Regions from separate parts of the Mus musculus genome. Here region 1 is linked to region 2. A link is a contact called in public Hi-C data. All regions are on one chromosome and are shown on one strand. The core of a region is the stretch at or near the end of the contact, and the rest is flanking DNA. Distances in the headings are between cores, read along the strand shown. Region 1 holds the start of Phox2a (paired-like homeobox 2a). Region 2 overlaps Clpb (ClpB caseinolytic peptidase B).

What was found. Hi-C and Micro-C count contacts between places; a contact is called where the count stands out from the background.
Region 1: a Hi-C map of the N1E-115 cell line shows a contact between it and region 2, with 2.5 times the contacts expected there. The contact joins the promoter of Phox2a here to the enhancer-like site in region 2. A contact is called at or near these places in 9 of 39 promoter capture datasets (the 3T3-L1 cell line, 3T3-L1-derived adipocytes, the C10 cell line and 5 more), 5 of 484 Hi-C or Micro-C datasets (the AML12 cell line, the N1E-115 cell line, bone marrow-derived macrophages and 2 more), 7 of 115 datasets of contacts at active chromatin or transcription factors (craniofacial prominence, embryonic forebrain, embryonic hindbrain and 4 more) and 4 of 9 other capture datasets (adipose tissue, liver, macrophages and 1 more).

The regions. Positions count from the first base shown.
Region 1 is chr7:101,815,167-101,820,001 of GRCm38.p6, forward strand. Phox2a (paired-like homeobox 2a) reads left to right here and starts at 3,147. Exons shown (of 3, transcript NM_008887.2): 1 at 3,147-3,548. The coding sequence starts at 3,332.
Region 2 is chr7:101,696,766-101,701,164 of GRCm38.p6, forward strand. All of the region lies in intron 3 of Clpb (ClpB caseinolytic peptidase B), which reads left to right. Among named protein-coding and RNA genes, the nearest start is that of Clpb, 35 kb to the left of the region's middle. Within about 2 kb of position 1,401, at least 19 of the 459 cell types and tissues checked have an H3K27ac peak or open chromatin away from gene starts, as enhancers often do. A contact at or near this core is called in the N1E-115 cell line, where this site is marked.

The sequences.
Region 1 (4,835 bases), core at 1,897-4,396, 120 kb after region 2:
CTCACACCCTGAAACTCCACTACAGAAGGATCCAGTGCCCTCTTCTGTACTCACGAGTGCACATTCCCACACAGACATGTATGTAATGCACATAAACTTACACAGGCACATAAAAAAAATAAATAATAAGAGAGGCCCATTGGTCGTGCCAACTTTATATGCCTCAGTACAAGGGGAACGCCAGGGCCAAGAAGTGGGAGTGGGTGGGGAAGTGGGTGGGAGGGCATGTGGGGGACTTTTGGGATAGCATTGAAAATGTAAATGAAATAAATACCTAAAATAAATAAATAATACATAAAATAAATAGAAAGCAGAACCTCTAATCCTAGCCCTTGGCAAGCAGAGGCAGGCGCCTGAGTTCAAGACCAGCCAGCACTGCACAACACAGTTAGACTCTGATTTTAATGGGAACAAAATGTGATCTGGAGAGAAGGCTTGATGGTTAAGAGAAACATCTTTTTCTTGCAGAGAACCTGAGTTCTATTCCCAGCAACCACGGGGTAGTTCACAACCAATTCCAGTTCCAACTAATCTAATGTCCTTTTCTGTTCTCCATAGGCACTGGCACAACTGCAATACACATAAACACACACAGGCAAAACACACATAAAATCAAGAGTGAATATGTCTTTTGTCCTTCAATAAAGACACACATCTGTATGCCCACATTCATATCATTGTTATTCACGGCACCTAAAACATGAATCTATGTATCCATGAATGAATACATAGAAATGAAAAAAATGGATATTACATACAATAGAATACTAGTCCACCTTAAAGGAAACAAATTCTAACTTATGCCACACATAGACAACCTTGAGAACATTATGATCAATGAAATAAGCCAGTCACAACCAGGTAAATGATGTATGGTTCCATTTTTATAAGATATTTAGAGTATTCAAAATTACAGAGATGATGCTGGGTGCTTAGCTCAGTGATAAAGTGCTCACCTAGTGTACATATAGTCCTGGATTAGATCCCAGAACCTCTCATAAAACTGAGTGTTAGTGCATGCAGCTGGTCAGAGCAAGGGTCAGGAGAATTAGGTATTCAAGATCATGCTTAGCTACACAGGGGGATCAAGGCCACCTGGGATACAGGAGACCCTATCTCAAAAAACTACATAGGTAGATAGATAGATAGATAGATAGATAGATAGATAGATAGATAGATAGATATCAGAAGGGTAGCTACCAGAAGGTAGGGAAGGTGGTTAGAGAGTTATTTCTTCATGTATGGAGTTTGGGTTATACAAGATCAAGAATTATGGAAATAAATATAAACAAGACAGTGATGCTGTATTGTCCAACATGATGAGAACTAGCAACACTGAAATATACAATTAAAATAGCTATAATGGTAAAATTTGTGTTTATGCATATTTTAACACAACATACCCAAAGCAAGGGAAAATGGCTTGGAAACACACACACACATGCGTGCACACATGCACACACACACACACACACACACACACAACTCCAAAACTCCTGACATAGAATACTTACAGAAACCGAGGCATGAGTCAAGCAAAGAATAATTAGCCTGGGAAAGGGACGGACCCGAGGGTTGTGGTCCCACTGTGCTGGCAAACATGAGGAAAGAGGAATTCCAGGAGAGTTTCTCTTAATCCTAGAGGATTTTGTTTGGTGACAAGGACATGGCCCTCTTCTGGCTTCTTTTTGGATCTCAGACTTCCCATCAGCAGGACTTAGTGTAGAAACCTGGGGACTTGGGGCTGGGGACTAATGAGGAGAGGTTCAATTCATCCTTCAGGAGAGCCAAAGAGACAGAAGGGGGTTTCTACTCATCCTCCAGGTAAAGATGCTAAATGTATTCCATTCACCACACAGCCTGGAGAGCTGGGGAAAATCCTTGGAGGGTCAATGACCTGGCTTTTCCAGAAGAAGGCAGGGACGACTCAAAGGGGAAGAAGAAAGGCACTGAAGGAGAGAGAGGGAGTCATTACCATAGTCCTAAGGCTCAGCATCCTACACAGACACAGTTACACACACACACACATACACACGCACACGCACACGCACACGCACACACACACGCGCGAGTCCAGAGGTCACAAGCTATTGGAGAGGACAACAGAGCTGAGAAGCCGGGATGGGAGGGAGTGGCCTGGACCCAGCAGGTGCAGGCTCCTGTGGCCCTCAAGACAAGAGACTTCTCAGAGAGAGAGACTTCAACCCTGCAGCCTTCTCCTCTAATGCCTTGCCAACCCCTCCCACCCCCAGCCTCTCCACCACAATGTCTTGGTCGCCTTCGGTGCTCTGGTCACAAATCCCAGCTCTCGGGGATGTCCTTTCTCTCCACTCATCGGCCTCTGTTTCGCTGGTCTGTTTCTGTCCTTGTTAGCCTAAGGCCATCCTGTGTGTGGTCTCACTGTGATTGTCTCTGATTTGTTTCAGCCTTCTCTGCAGCTCCATCACAGCCCTGGTTGCAGTCCACGTCCATGTTCATCCGTGTCCCTCTGTCTCCATGCCTGTCTTTCTCCATCCTGCTGGCCTCCTCTCTCTGCCAATCTCCATCTCCACCCCTGCCTTTCTCTTCTACCGCTTCATCCTTGTCTTCCCTTACTTCTATTTCGAGGTCTGACCCCTTTTCTCTAGTCTCTCCATACCCACGTCCCCTCCTTGTCCCTGTCCCAGGCTCCTGTCTCTTTCTCATCCCTGTCTCCATCCCCCTCACTCTAGGGCAGCCTCGGCAGTCCTCGCAGGGATAGGACCTAGCTGGGGGCGGGGCTGAAGGGCCAGATCGGAATAATTCGGTTATCTGGGAGAATTGAATTAACTTCTTCACACCAGCACCGCGGGGCCTGCCTCCCTAGCTTCCACGGGGCCGCAGGTGGGAGGCCCAGGAACGAGGTCGGGACCCTCCTGCTGGGCATGTTGTGTAGAGATCGAAGGTCTAGGCCGGATTGGGACAGGATAAGGGACTCTCGGATTGGGGTCCCACGATGCTCCGCCTGCACCTCGGGAGCCCTAAGAGGGAGGCCCTTTGGGGTGGGGGACCCGAGGTGGCTAGGGGCGGGGTCTGGGCCGCTCAGGCCCCGCCCCGCGGAGCTCGCCCCGCCTCGCCCCCTCCGCGGGGTCCTGCGCGTTAAAAGGCGCGCGGGCTGGCAGCACTGCACTTGCGTTGCACCGGGGCAGAGTGCGGGCCGCGACGGGGCGGGCGGACTCTCGGGCGCTCAGAGCCGGTCTCAGGTCCTCTGCGCCTGGAGCTCGAATCTCCATCCCGAACTCCACCCAGCCCGGGACCCCGACCCCAACCAGACCCGGCCCTGCCCGGCCCCCGCCCCCGCCCCCTCGGGCCGATGGACTACTCCTACCTCAATTCGTACGATTCGTGCGTGGCGGCCATGGAGGCGTCCGCCTACGGTGACTTCGGCGCCTGCAGCCAGCCTGGAGGCTTCCAATACAGTCCCCTGCGGCCTGCCTTCCCCGCCGCTGGGCCACCTTGCCCCGCGCTCGGCTCCTCCAACTGTGCGCTTGGCGCCCTACGCGACCACCAGCCCGCACCCTACTCGGCAGGTGAGCGCAGTCCCATCCCAACCCTACCTCCAAACCCCACCTCCAAACCCCATGAAACCCCAACTACCTTTCCTACTCTGCAAGTAATTGTGACTGAACCCACAAGCCACCCCTACCTATGCTGCTGGCTAGACTCCTCCAGTGTACTTTGAGACCCCCGGTAATAGGAGTTTCTTCTTGGCAGGGATGAGCCGCACCCTCTTGTTCCAACGGTTCCTCTTTCTCAATGCCAACCCCCTACCCTGTGCCTTTCGTATCAAAGAAACAGGTCCAGTCTTAGGCCTCTCATTAGGCCTTCCCCTCCCCACCTACAAAGGTGACCACCAAACCTCTCCATTCCCAGAATCCTCAGAATTGGCTTCCAGCTCAGTCCAGCCAACTCTCATTCTTACCACCTGTGTCTTGGGTGATGCCACCCTCAACAAAGATCCCTGCTGCCGCTGAGCTGCCCAGATGGCATCCTTCCCCCAGCCTTGATTCCTTCTTTCCAGCCTCACCTTGCCCTGTCTTAGACCTATCCTGCCTGGGCCCAAACCTTACTGCACCAGCAGAAAACAAAAAACAAAAAAACGGGTCCCATAGCCACAGAAAAGGAGCCTCTATCATTTGGACCACTTTCATTCCCACATTCCCTCCCATCCCGGACGACAGCCCTTGAAATCCCAGGAGCAGATAGATCCTCCACCCTCGAGTCCTTTGATCCAAGCAAGTCCCAGTCCAAACCCTCAACGTCATTTAGCCTTTTAGGTATCCCTATGCCTTCTGTTAGTGTCCCAGCATGCCCCACCCGGCTTCCTCCTTTCATAATCCCCCCACCCCCAAATATCACTGGAACCCGAAAGGAGGTCTGGGGTTTGTTGGGGAGATAAATACCTTAATTTAGAGAAATAATGACCTTTAAGAGGCGGCCGTAGACCAAAATGGGGTTAGGAAGACTGGTGGTGCTGGGCCAGGCCAGGATGGGGATCCCATAAATGGGAACAGGAAATAGGAAGATAGGACCCTTGAGAAAAGGGTCTGTGAGACTGTGGATGGGATAAGGTACGGAGAGATGGAAACACAAATGGAGACCCTGAGAGGAATGGGTGCATAGTGTTGGAAAACAGAGATAAGAACCAGATGGTGGGAACACACATTATGGAAGATGGACACCAAACGAGCCTGAAAACAAATACTCGAGAGGGAAAGAAAGATGGAGTGCAGAAGAGAAGAATTTGGGAAGATGGGACCCCATGAAAAACATGGAAATTTAAACCAGACTTAGATACAAGGATTTAGAGATGGTGT
Region 2 (4,399 bases), core at 151-2,650:
CAAAGCTGTGAGGGTCAAATGTATAAAGTGTTTAGAACAGTGCCTCCCATGTAGTAAGCAGTGGTGAGGTTAAGTGCCTTCTTTATTATTACTGACTTCCCTAGAACAACCCCAGGTAAGCCTGCCTGAGATGTAATGGCATTGGTACCTGTCTCAGTAACTCTTAGGTGGCTGAGTCAGTTGGGCTCTGGGATTCTCTTTGCACCCCTTTCCCTCTAAGAAACTGGGCCTATACTAGGGGACCCTTGAGTAGCATTCCTTGATATGTAGCTGGCTTTTGTCCCAGGTGGCCCTCTGCCCAATGCAGGATAATGCCCAGTATTTCCCAGCAAGGAGGGTGGGCAAGGATGCTGGCCGAGTGCCTGGAATGCCAGTACCATGCCCCCAGAAAAGTGTTCAGGGCTTGATGGTTCTCCACTGCTGCTGCTGTTGCCGATTACCTCTGAGTAACAAAGAATCATTTCTAATCCCATTTGGAATCGTTGTTCATGATAATCCTGTTTTGTAGTAATGATATTCCAATTGCAGCATGCTCCCGTTTCAAGTTTGGCAGATGCATGCCTCGACCTCAGGCAACCCAAGACACTGCTCGATGGAAAGCCGTGCCAGCTCATTTGCCTAAAGTATTGGCCCCTTCCCCCCTTCCTCCTTCAATTCTGTATCCTATCATGGGGTTATGTGTTCAGTGCTTGCTTCTGGAGAGTGTCAGTTGGGGCAGGAACGTATCCAGTGCCGTCTGGTTCAGCTGTGGTTAGGAAAGGCTAGTTATTTTCCGGTCTGTGATATGGTCCAGACCCATACCTCTCTTAAGAGACATCTTCCAATGCCTCTGTGCCACAAGCTGCTTATCTGACTAGGACTCCAAGGCTGGAGGGGCAGGAGTCTGAGTTAGATAAGGCTGCCACAACTCAAGTTTCAACATTGTATTTAGTTATCTCTTGTGACATCTACATGAATAAAATATGTTGTAGGAAACAATATATTTACACTAATAAGTGATGAAATGACCTAGTTAATTGTTTATATATGAATGTAAGGCTACAGAGTCAATGTCAAGTGATGAGCCATGGGGCTGTGTTCTGTTCAGTAGCTGTGTCACTGATTTCATTGAGGCCAACCAAATTGGCAGATTAAATGATGTGCAAAGGCATACTGATAGGTTATGTGGAAGGACATTATCTCGCTGAGTTATAGTAATGGTTAAATCGGTGCTGGTAAGAATTAATGGGGCCAGAGGTATAGCTCAGGGTTATAGTGTTTGTATGTCACGTATAGTCTTGGATTCAGTTCCCAGGGCTGCAAAAAGAATTTATGTGTGTGCATGTATGTGTAAGTGAAGACTAGAGATGAACATTGGGTCTCTTCCTCTGTGGCTATAAACATTGTTTTTTGAGACACAGTTTCTCACTGAACCTGGAGGTCACCATTTAGCTATACTGACTGGAAGTGAGCATTAGGAATTTGCTCACCTCCAGTGCTGAGTGCAGGCACTGCTTCCTCACTGGACTCTGTGAGTGCGAAGGCATGAACTCAAGTCTTCTGCTTGCACAGCAGGCTCTTTTCTGACTGACTGAGCCATCTTCCCAACCCAAGAATTCTTATTTATTTTTAAGATATTTGCTTGTTTGAGACAAGGTCTCTGTATAGCCTTGGCCATGTTGGAATTTGCTCTGTAGACCAAGTTGGCCTCTAACTCACAGAGATCTGCCTGCCTCTGCCTTCCAAGTGCCAGGATTAAGGGCGTGTGCCACCACTGCCTGACTGTAAAAGCTTGTGTGTGTGTGTGTGTGTGTGTGTGTGTGTGTGTGTGGTATTTTGTCTACATGTATACCTAGTGCCCACAAAGGCCAGAGGGTGTCAGATCTCCTAGAAGTTGAATTACAGGCTATGATTGTTTGTATAAGTACGGCTCCCACAAGTTCATACATTTGAATAGTTGGTTTCCCATTGGTGGAACTATTTGGGAAGGAGAGGAGATGTGTCATTGGGGGTGGGCTTTGAGGTTTTAAAAGACTCAAGCGTTTTCCGGTGTGTCTCTCTGCCCATCCCTCAGCTGTTCCTGCTGCCGTGCTTGCTTTTCACCCTGCCATGATGAATTTTAGCCCTCTGAAACCATAAGCCCAGTTAGACACTTTCTTTGATAATTTGCCTAAGTCATGGTGTCTTAGCAGTAGAAAAGTCACTAGTACACAGATAGTGGTGAGCCACCATATAGGAGCCAGGAGGGCCTGGAAGAGGAGCCAGTACTCTTCTTAACCATTGTGTCATTCTTCCAGCCCCCTAAGAATTATTGTTAATTTTTAAAAAATTAGCCGCAAGTTGTGGTGCATGCCTTTTAATCCTAGCACTTGGGAGGCAGAAGCAGGTGGCTTTGTGAGTTTGAGGCCAGCCTGGTCTACAATTTGAGTTCCAGGATAGAGCTCTTTGCAGAGAAATCCTGTCTCAGAAAAAACAAAAACAAAAAATAAATAGGAGAACTTGAGAAATGACTCAGTAGTTAATGAGGCATCTATACTCATGTGCATACACACCAATACAAACACACAGATAAACACCAACACACATCAACACACATGCGGGGTGAATGTATAGGTCAGCAGTTAGAACCAAACCCTGTGAAATCCAGGTAATACTAAAGTGCTGACTAAACCTGTCTCAAGTGCCCGGTCGTACTCTGATGGCTCATTTGCCTAGAGAGCCTAGTTTAGACTCATGCTATACTCAGAAGCTATGACAATAAGGTTTGGTGACCATATATTATGAGCCACAGCCTGGAGGTCATAGAGTCATCTTTAGAACTAGTCAAGGACTGTCCTGGAAAGGCTAAGGTGGGTGATCTTGATTCCTCGATTCTCACCTTTCTATGCCCTGCTTTCCTTGAACACCTAGATGTGTCACCCATCTTGGCACATTGTCTCTTGTTCCTGCTAGCCCCTGTAACCTGCTCTGCTTTAACTGCGATCTGAAGATAACAACTGTCTTCAGTAACCTAGTAAGGATCTGAGACTAGGAGATAGTACAGCAGCTAGTCCAGATGGTGGTGGCGCACACCTTTAATCCCAGCACTTGAGAGTTACAGGCAGGTGAACCTCTGAGTTCAAGGCCAGTCTACAGAGATAGTACAAACTTATGCCTGAAATAGATGAGAGCCATTGAGGCTTGAGGAATACATCCTTGGTTTAGACTCAATCTGACCCGTTTTTACAAATCTTGGCTTATTTAGTGTATACTTTTGATTCTTGCTGTGCCTCTGTTTACTCTTTAACAACATCTACTGTCCTTTGCAAGTTGCATAAAGATCTGAAATAGTGATTCTGTGAGATATCTAGTCCACTGGAGCTTATTATAATGGGTGGTTACTGGTTTCATAGTAACTATGCAGAAACTTATTATTGTGAGAGACTGGAACACATTTTTCACGGGTACCTTACTTACTACCTTTTAATTTGTTTGTAAAAATTAAAAAGCCTTGTAGTTTTACAAAGAAAATTCTCTTTCCCTGACCTTTGCCTCCCCAGTTCATGCACAATGCTGCAGAGCCTCTAGAGTTGGCTCCATCAATGCCTCTGACCAGGCTGCCTAGCCTCATGAGCAGTCAGTAGACTGTCCAGCCAAGCTCCCAAACTGACTTCTTGACTTCTTCATTGAGGTGTGAACTGGATTGAAAACAGGTCACTCTTTGCCCTCTCCTGCTTTTGACACTTATCACAGTGGCCCTGTGTATGCTTCAGATGTGGGATGTGGAGAGGAGGGAGACATGGGGTGTCCTGTGACGCTTACCATTGTTTGGGGAAGGTCTGGATCTTGGGATCACTGCCTTCTTTAGTTCATCAACTCCAGCTACTCAGCAGCCGTCTTGCACACATCTGGTCCAGCGCTGGCCTCAGCTCACACCAGTCTTCCCTTCTCTCCCCACTCCAGTGCAGCCTCTAAAAGCAGAAAGCAAGCTTTAAGAGCGTAAGTGCTCTCCCTCACTGAAGCCTAACAGCAACAGCTCACTTGGGGTCAGAGTGAGCCAACTTTCGACAAGCACTCCCACTTCTAATCTAATTACTGCTCGATCAACAAATTCATTAGCTGTGGCTCCAAAGGGAATTCCCTGAATCCCAGGAACTGCCAGTTGGGGACCTCTCCCCCAGGCATAATCTCAGTTTTGTCTAGGAATTGTCTGCAGCTGGGAAGGACCCGGCACTTAAAGTTAAGATGCAGGTCTTCTTCAGTCTGCAAGTTAGGAGTTAGAAATTCTATAGTTGAGGAGACTTCCTAAAAGGAATAATAACCTTGGAGCTGGTGAGATGGCTCAGTGGTTAAGAGTGCCGACTGCTCTTCCGAAGGTCCTGAGCTCAAATCCCAGCAGCCACATGGTGGCTCACAACCATCTGTAACAAAATCTGATGCC